Linked DNA regions of Sus scrofa: regions 1 and 2 are each linked to region 3. Evidence: chromatin contacts called from public Hi-C data. All regions are on one chromosome and are shown on one strand. The core of a region is the stretch at or near the end of the contact, and the rest is flanking DNA. Distances in the headings are between cores, read along the strand shown.

Evidence for each region. A called contact is a pair of places that touch in the nucleus more often than the background predicts.
Region 1: a contact with region 3 is called in a Hi-C map of epiblast stem cells, with 1.8 times the contacts expected there. The contact joins the promoter of RBPJL here to the promoter of PIGT in region 3. A contact is called at or near these places in 4 of 5 promoter capture datasets (fetal liver, fetal skeletal muscle, liver and 1 more), 6 of 47 Hi-C or Micro-C datasets (alveolar macrophages, embryonic fibroblasts, epiblast stem cells and 2 more) and 2 of 2 datasets of contacts at active chromatin or transcription factors (alveolar macrophages and skeletal muscle).
Region 2: a contact with region 3 is called in a Hi-C map of embryonic fibroblasts, with 3 times the contacts expected there. The contact joins the enhancer-like site here to the promoter of PIGT in region 3. A contact is called at or near these places in 4 of 5 promoter capture datasets (fetal liver, fetal skeletal muscle, liver and 1 more), 7 of 47 Hi-C or Micro-C datasets (alveolar macrophages, embryonic fibroblasts, epiblast stem cells and 2 more) and 2 of 2 datasets of contacts at active chromatin or transcription factors (alveolar macrophages and skeletal muscle).

The regions. Positions count from the first base shown.
Region 1 is chr17:47,630,171-47,632,870 of Sscrofa11.1, reverse strand. It overlaps RBPJL (recombining binding protein suppressor of hairless-like protein), which reads right to left and starts at 1,439. Exons shown (of 10, transcript XM_021077696.1): 1 at 1,204-1,439. The coding sequence starts at 1,439. MATN4 (matrilin-4) reads left to right here and starts at 1,676. Exons shown (of 11, transcript XM_021077596.1): 1 at 1,676-2,700. The coding sequence starts at 2,326.
Region 2 is chr17:47,658,030-47,660,957 of Sscrofa11.1, reverse strand. All of the region lies in intron 1 of SDC4 (syndecan 4), which reads left to right. Among named protein-coding and RNA genes, the nearest start is that of SDC4, 11 kb to the left of the region's middle. Within about 2 kb of position 1,392, at least 58 of the 83 cell types and tissues checked have an H3K27ac peak or open chromatin away from gene starts, as enhancers often do. A contact at or near this core is called in alveolar macrophages, embryonic fibroblasts, epiblast stem cells and 4 more, where this site is marked.
Region 3 is chr17:47,734,027-47,736,851 of Sscrofa11.1, reverse strand. It overlaps PIGT (GPI transamidase component PIG-T), which reads right to left and starts at 1,513. Exons shown (of 12, transcript XM_003360013.5): 1 at 1,286-1,513; 2 at 560-737. The coding sequence starts at 1,472.

The sequences.
Region 1 (2,700 bases), core at 190-2,689, 100 kb after region 3:
TGTGGGTGCAGCCAAAAAAAAAAAAAAAAAAAAAAAAAGAGTATGTTACTCATCTTCTTAAAATCTTCCAGTGATTTTTTTTTTTCTTCTTTTCCTTTTTTTCTTTTGGCATGTCGACGTTCCTGAGCCAGGGATCGAACCCACGCTGCAGCAGTGACAATGCAGGGTCCTCAATGGCTAGGCCACCAGGTTTAAACTCAAAGCCCTCACATGATCTGGCCCCTGCTTACCTCTCCAATTTTATTTCCTAAAGGTCCCCCCTCTGTCTCTAATTCCAGCAACTTTGACTTCTTTTATAGCTTGTACAGGCCAAGTGTGAAGTGTGAAGATCATCGCATTTCCTGTCCCTTCTAAGTGGAATACATTTCCCCTAGATTGTCTTTCTTTTTTTTAAGCTTATATTTATATTTACCTCGGCACATGGAGGTTCCCAGGCTAGGGGTCGAATCAGAGCTGTAGCCGCAGGCCTACGCCAGAGCCACAGCAACGTGGCATCTGAGCCACATCTGCAGCCTACACCACAGTTCAGGGCAATGCCGGATCCTTAACCCACTGAGCAATGCCAGGGATGGAACCCGCAAACCTCATGGTTCCTAGTCGGATTCGTTAACCACTGTGCCACGATGGAAACTCCCATTTCCCCTAGATTTTCTCATGTCTGGCTCCATTTTCCCCTTCAAGTCTCAATTCAGAAGTCACCTCTTTAAAAGGCTTACCACCTTGTCCTTGCCAGCTAAAGTACCCCTGCTCCTCAGTTTCTATCGCATCCCTCTGTTCTGCTTCCCTTTTAGCTTTCATCGCAATCTGGAAGCGTCTCGTTCACTGATTTGTGAAGACTTTATTTGCCTGTCTCTTTCACACTAGAGTGAAGATGTCACGAGGGCAGGGACTGTATCTGTCTCATTCAGCTGTATGCCTGATGCTCAGCAGTGCCAGAGAGCCTGGCACATGAGGGGCACTCAGTAGATAGCTGTGGAAAGAAAGAATGAGTGAATGGGTGAATGAGTGAATGAATTGGAAATTCACAGGGAGGTTCTGCTACGAACCGACATCAGAGCCAATGGCGGCTGAAGGAAAAGACCCCTGATTGGCCAACGGCTGAGCCCTGAGTCCTCTCCAGGTTCTAAGACGCCAAACACGGAGGGGCCCATAGGGATGAAGGTCGGGTCGCAGGGACTTTGGAGGGGCCACTGAGGGACCTACCGCTTCTCATTTCCGTAGGACTTCTGGGCCACCTTGGCGTGCAGGATCCGCACCGTCTGTTCGCACTGCTGCTGCAGGCACCAGCGCACGCCTTCCCGCAGGAGGGCGGCGGGCTCTGGGGATGACCTGGGAGTGGGGGCGGGCAGGCGCCAGCAGCAGGGAACATCGAGGCGCCAGGCGACAGAGAGCCGGAAGGGGGTAAGGTTGAATGAAATGGATCGGAGGAAGGCACCGTTTTAGTTCTACCCCCTCGGGGTCAAAGAGAATAAGCATTGGGCAAGGGAGGGGACTTGGGCGCAAGCTGTGGGCTAAATATTTGGGTTGCGTGGTGCTCAGGGAAGCCTGCATGGAGCCCACCGGGACCACCCAGGCGCCACTCCGCAGGTCTGGCTTGGCGCCCACTGCCGCCTGGAGCTTTGGGGAGAGGCCCCGGTGGCACAAAGGCCCTGCTTGTGCCGGGCTTGGGATGAAGAAAGAGTTTCTGAGGGCGCATGGCTTGCCTGCACCCTGAGGAGACCCACCCCAGCGCAGTCTTGATGGGGGTGGGGAAGAGCTTTTGCTGGACCCCTGGACCAGAGTGCTTTCTTGGCTGCCCGCAGATGCCTGAAAACGTGGGTGGGCCCCCAACCGTGTCCCCGGGATCCTGGGGGAATATTGGAGTCTTTTCTGGGTTAAAGCAACACTCCTAAATCCTTTCTCCCAAGAGGGGGCCTATTGCTGTCCTAGCTTCCTTTCCCCAGATTACAGGGCCTCCATCGGCCCCGTGGAGTGGGCCATGGGCCAGTCAGAGCCTCTAGGTCTAGTGGCTTCTCGACCTGGGAGTTTTGATGGGTGAGGGTGGGTGGGCCTAAGACCTAAGTAATTGCCGAGAACGTGGAACAGCGTTCGTGATGGCAGAATTTGAGGGACCACCAGGAAGGGCCTGGGCAGAGCCACAAACCCTGAAGCTGCCCTTCTGAACTCTTTACCCTCTTCGCAGGACCAGAGTCCCCGACCTCCCCCCACCCCTGGTGGGGGCGAAGGGGGTGGGGGAGGCTAGAGCGGGACCGCGCCCTCGGAAGCGGGGCCAGGCAGCCGGCTGAGCCAGGCCCCGCTCCGCCCCTTGGGGCTCTCCCCAGGGTAATGCCTCGGAGGCTTCCAACGCATTCCGGCAGCGCAGAGCGCAGCCGCCCAGCCTCCCGCTGTAGCCCAATTCCCGCCCCGCAGTTCGCTTCTGCGGCTCCAGGGGTAGCGGGAGCGGGGGGCGCCGCGCTGGCCCCGCCCCAGCCCCCGGAGGAAGGGGGATCGCTCCCTGCCAGTGGGAGGGGTCGCGGGCCGCGCTCCTTCTCCCCACCCGCCAGCCCCCGGGTTAAATGCGGCCGCCGCCTCCGCTCGCTCCAGCTGCCTGGCGGTCCCCACCTCCGGCAAGCCGCCCGCGCCGTTACCTGGTCCAACTGCCCCGGAGGCTCCGCCCGTCGGCTCCGCTCTGCGGCCGCGCCTCGGAGCTGTCCGGCAGGC
Region 2 (2,928 bases), core at 143-2,642, 76 kb after region 3:
TGCTGGGTAGCTTGGTTCCTCAAAGCCACCCCAGACTGAATGGGCCTTATCTGAAAAGAGGGTGGGGAAAGGAGGGCTGTTGCTACCCCCCCCCCCGCCCCCACACACACAGATTCACACAAAGAGACACTTGCCCGCAATCCCAGGGAGCATGGTTCTGTCTTGCTGGCCTAGACTTAGGGCTCCTGCCTACTTGAGAATTTCCCCCAGTCAGGGTCCTGGGCAGACAAGAGGCCAAAGAGGCCACTTCTGGAGCTGGAGAAGGAGAGATAACATTTCCTGTGTCCCCGTCATGTCCTCGTAGAGCTTCTCTCAAGTGTCTTGACTGGCTGTGGGTGGGTACCTGGGCTCCTCTCATGTGGCCTTTAGGGACCCCTGTCCTTTGAGAGCTAGGCTAGGTATCAGACCAGATCGAATTCTGGTCAGTCCCGGCCAGGTGGCTGACCCCTGGTGTGGCCTTAGAGAAGTCGCTTATCTTCTCCAGAGACCTGGTAGAAAAATGAAGGGTTCGGGACAACCCAGTGACCACTAAGAGGCCTGAACTGGGAATCAGTCTGGGTTTTAGCCTCAGCTTGGGGGCTGATGGGGCTGTAAGATCTCTTCCCACCGCCTCTGTTAGGCTTCATTTCCTAGCGTGAGACAGGTAACAGCTACCAACCAGTGGGCGGGCTAATCCCAAGGGTTGTTTTGAAACACTCCTTAGCACTTTCACCCACTAGAAGAAAGTCCAGAGTGGTAAACAGGCCATGACTCCTGGGGAGGAAGACGTAGGGAAGGGTCTCAGCTTGAAACGGCCCAGGGATGGGACCCCGGCCCCCTGTCTTGAGGACTTTGAGCCCTGATTGCCACGGCCAGTCTGGGCTCCAGGCCAGATAAACAAGTGGCCAAAGTACCTTCTTGACCACCTGGGCTGGCTTTGACCTCCACTTAACAGGGCTCCCCCCCAGCCCAGGTAGGTAGACACTGTGTGTACATGTGTGTTCATGTGTGTGTCTGTACCAGGCTAATGGCTCAGGTGACCCCTGCCTGGGTTCTGGTCCAGGGTGGCCACTTTCTGCCTGGATGATCTTAGGCAAGAGACTGGTTTTCTAAGCATACCACCCTACCACCCCACTCATCCATTCCCAACCCCTCCCCCCCTTCTCCTCACCCCTTTATCGCCGCACCCCCCCAACCCCGTTAACACTTCTGCAAATAAGTGCTCCGAGGAGGACCTACTCACACTAAGTGCTTAGTTTGGTAAGCTGCCGAGGCCCTGCTGTTTCCGATTCTGGGCCCCAGGGGAATTTGGATTCTGGGCCCCAGGGGAATTTGCAGCCGGAGGTGGGGGTAGGAGCCCAGGGACCCCGCCCTGGGTACGGGCAGCTTGCGCAACCCCCGGAGGAGCTTTCCTCCGGAGCTGCCAAACTAAAGCCACAGGCACGGGGCTGTGCGGGGGCTGGAATTCCAGCGCCAGCAGCTCCCCAGCTCCTGATTCCCGAGTCGTGAAGTCATCCCTAACCAGGGCTTAACCCCTTCTGGCTCCCCCCCCTCCACCCCTGTGTACCAGGCATTCTTGGTGCGGGCCTACTGCCTTCCTTCCCGGAATCCAGCTGCCTGGGGCAGGGCGGAAGGGCCCCCCCTCACCCCCCTCAGAGTCGGGTTCTGCCCACCGCTCCCCGGAAGCCCCCGTGGAGAGAGGCCAGGAGGGCCTGGGCCTCTCCCACAGCTGGTAACCTTGTCTTAGAAACGGATGTTCCTTCTCAGGCTCCCCCCACCACACACACACCCTCCACCCCGTGTCACTGGCAGTCTCTGCTGGGTGAAGGACAGCTTGGGGACAGTCAGACACGGAGCCCCGGCCTCTTTCCACTCAGCTCTGTAGGTCACTGTGTGACCTCGGGCAAGTCACTGCTGCATCTGGGGTGCCGATTGCTTCTGATTCTGTGAAATGAGAGGACAGGGCTTCCCCGGCAGCTCCAGCTGTTGTTCTTTGGTTATTAGCCGACCTCCCCCACCCCCTGCAATTAAGGAGTTGGAGAGAGAACATCTTGGGCAGGGGTGTGTGTTGAACTTGCTTGACTTCTGGGAGAGAGTAGGCACTCACATGTTTGTATTCATTAGTGAAAGAATGAACTCTGCCCAGGGCTACTGTCTTGTGGGCAGGTGAAGCCTTAGCTCAGAAGCTAAGAGGGGAGTTCCCATTGTAGCTCAGCAGATTAAGAACCTGACTAGTATCCATGAGGATGTGGGTTCGATCCCTGGCCTTGCTCAATGGGTTAAAGATCCGGCGTCACTGTGAGCTGTGGTGCAGGCCAGCGGCTGCAGCTCCGATTCAACCCCTAGCCTGGGAACTTCCATATGCCTCGGGTGTGGCCCTAAAGAGACACATACACACAAACACACACACAAAAGAAGAAGCCAAGAGGAAGGGTCATGGGCAGCCCGAATATTTCCACTCTCTTGAGAGAGGTTAGTTTGGCACACCCATCTGAACTCTAAGGGATGGGGGCTGATGTTTGGAGGATCTGGGGAAAGTTCTTTGCCTCCCCGGATCTTTCATACTTTCCTTTTGAAAGCTTCTCAGTGGCCTGGACCTAAGATCCTGCTGTGAACAGGATCTGGGGACAGCAGCTGGGGCCCCAGTTGGTGGCAGCGGAGGAACATATAAGGGTGCTGGGGTGGATGGTCCATGAGGGCTGGGGCGGCGTGCGATGCTGCCGCACAATGGCTCTGTGGGGGATGTTTGGAAGACTGAACACAAGCATGTGCTTATGTGCTTTTGAGTCACCAGGGCCGGGCAGCGCCCTGACCCGAGGCTGTCCTGGGCTGTGGGTGAGCCAGCCCTGCCTGTCCCAGCCCAGTCTGACTCAGCTGGGAAAGGTGTCCTGGACAGGGCAAGACCAGAGCCAGCAGCCCTCTCCCTGCCGGGGGTGAATCAGCTGTGAC
Region 3 (2,825 bases), core at 264-2,763:
ATTATTATTATTATTATTATTATGTGAATGAATGTCTTTTGGTTATCCATGGAGGAAGTTCCCATTGTGGCTCAGCCGTAAGGAACATAACTAGTATCCATGAGGATGCAGGTTCTATTCCTGGCCTCGCTCAGTGGGTTAAAGATCCAGTGTTGCCATGAGCTGCAGTGTAGGTCACAGATGCAACTCAGATCTGGCATTGCTGTGGCTCTGGCATCGGCGGGCAGCTGCAGCTCCGATTTGACCCCTAGCCTGAGAACTTCCATATGCCATGATGCGGCCCTAAAAAAAGGATCAAAAAAAGAGGGGGGGGGTACCGAATCTGCCAGAGCTTTCTATTGCCTCTATAGATATATGCACATGCTACCTTGGGTCTGGAAGTACTGGGGAAAAAGGTATATTCAGCCTAGGCAAGAATGCCCCCAAGTCAGAATATTTCTTGCATCCAACGCCAGATTTACCCCCATGGAATTGCTGCCAAGGGCAGTGGTAGGATGACAACACCTGCCCAGCCACATTCCCACCAAGGCCTGCCGCAGGCCTCAAGGTGAGCACTCACTCAGTGACAGTGTCTTGGAACCAGACCCAGAGCTCTGCACCTGACGGGGCCTGAATGAAGGGTGTCCCCCAATATCGAGTCCTCCAGAAGCCTTGGGTTAATGACAGGTGCAGCTCCCGCAGAGAATACTTGGAGATCAACTGCCCCAGGGCTTTGGGGAAGAGCCTATAATGAGACACTGGAGAAAAGGGAGCAGGTGAGTGATGATGATCCTGGAGGGAGGGTTCTCAGACACTCCAGAGAAACAATACACCCCAGCTCTGGGTTCAGAGGAATCTAAACTCCAGACCAGATTCAGTCACCTACTAGCAATGTCATCTTGGAAAGGTGCCTTTACCTCTCTATGCCTCCAATCTCTTTTTCATAACCGTTCACAGAACTTAGCACTGCGCCGAGCACCCAGGATAAATGGTCACCTCAAATTGTACCATCATCAGTGTTGCAACAGAGGGTTCTAACTAAAGGTTTAGAGTGGCAGCCTGGAGCTGCGGAAAGAGCACTGGACTAGAACTCAGGAGGAGTCACTCCCCCTCTCCAGGCCTCAATTTCTTCATCGGTACGATGGGATTGTTCAACAACTATTCTATCCTTCCGCGAGGACCCTGTTTGTCCGGCCCCACGACCAGGGGCCAGAATCTCATCCAGGAATCAGTCCCCGCCCCTAGGCTAGCCTCCGCCCCACTCCCAGCAGGTGTCACAGTACCTTTCTCCCATCAGCCTCCTCACCTTCTTCCCGCTGCAGATCCAAATCCCAGCGCGTGCGGAACTGGAATGTGGCGGCTACGTCCCCAGAAGGCAGCGGGGTGATGACAAGCTCCTCCCGCAGGCTATCGCGTGGGGATTCTGCCTGGCTCCAGCTGCCAGGCCCCAGGAGCAGCAGCACCGACAGAAAAAGCGGCACCGCCGCCGCCATGCCTGCGGCTGCTTCCGCCTCCCAGTAGTCCCGCCCCCTTGGATGGCCGGCCTCCAATAGGAAGAGCGTAGGAGAAGTGACTTCCGGTGCCATCCTGAAAGCGGGGGTCCGGCTACCAGAGCAAACGGCCTAGATGAGCCCCTTCAGGACTGGTGCGGGTAAAAGGATGCTGAGCCGGCACGATGGGTGGTGGGCACGTGAGGTGGCTCGGGCCTGGACTGAGGACCCCCTTCCCCGCGAGAAAGTGCTTAATAATATCGAGCGTCGCTGCAGCCATTGTCCCTCCGCTATAGTTGAAGAAACAGACTGGGTTCGATCCCTGGCCTCGCTCAGTGGGTTAAGGAACTGACCTTGCCGTGAGTTGTGGTGTAGGTCGCAGACGCGGCTCGCATCCCGCCTTGCTGTGGCTGTAGGCCAGTGGCTACAGCTCCCATTGTACCCCTAGCCTGGGAACCTCCATATGCCGTTGGTGCGGCCCTAAAAAGACAAAAAAAAAAAGAAAGAAAGAAAGAAAAGAATAAAGAAACTGATGAAAATGATTACTTTTGCGAGGTCGTACGGCCAGGCTCCTGCCTCCCTTAATTTCTTGTCTCTATTTGCTGGGCCTAGCCAGCTCTTCTGGTGCAGAACTTTTGCACAAAACTCTGAAATAATTCACCCTTTTATTATGAAAAATTTCAAACATACAACAAAGTTGAAAGGCTTAACACCTGTTTACTCATCACCCAGATTCCACAATTAACATGTTACTATGCTTGCTTTATCACAGTCTATAACTTCCTCAATTCATCTTAAGTTTTGATGCATTTCAAAGAAATTTCAGACATAAGGACACTTGCCCTTATATAGTTCAGCATCCATACCATTAACTAGAGTTCAATACTTGCTTACATTTTTCTTTTGATGTAAAACTTACAAACATGAATGCACAACTCTGGAGTGCACATTCACTGAGTCCAACAAATAGATATACATGTGTAACTGCTGTTATGTGTCTGTAAACCCCCTGAAATTTGGCTAATGTTCCTTGCCAGTCAATCCCTGGGCACGCCACCTTCCAGAGGCAACCACTGTTCTGACTCTTCTCCACAAAATGGATTAATCTGTTCTAGAGCTTCATATAAATGAAATCATCATTTGTTATGTATACTTTTTTGTAAAAGGCTTGCTTCAGGGGAAGAATGTTTTGGTGAGTCGTTCATCTTCTTGCATGTATGAGTGGTTTGTTTCTTTTCATTGCTGTGTAGTATTACTTTCTGAATATACTGTCATTTACCTGCTCTCCTGTCTGGGTACACCTGAGCCCTTTCAAGTTTTCTGTTCTTATGAGGTAGGCTGCTATGTAAGTTACTT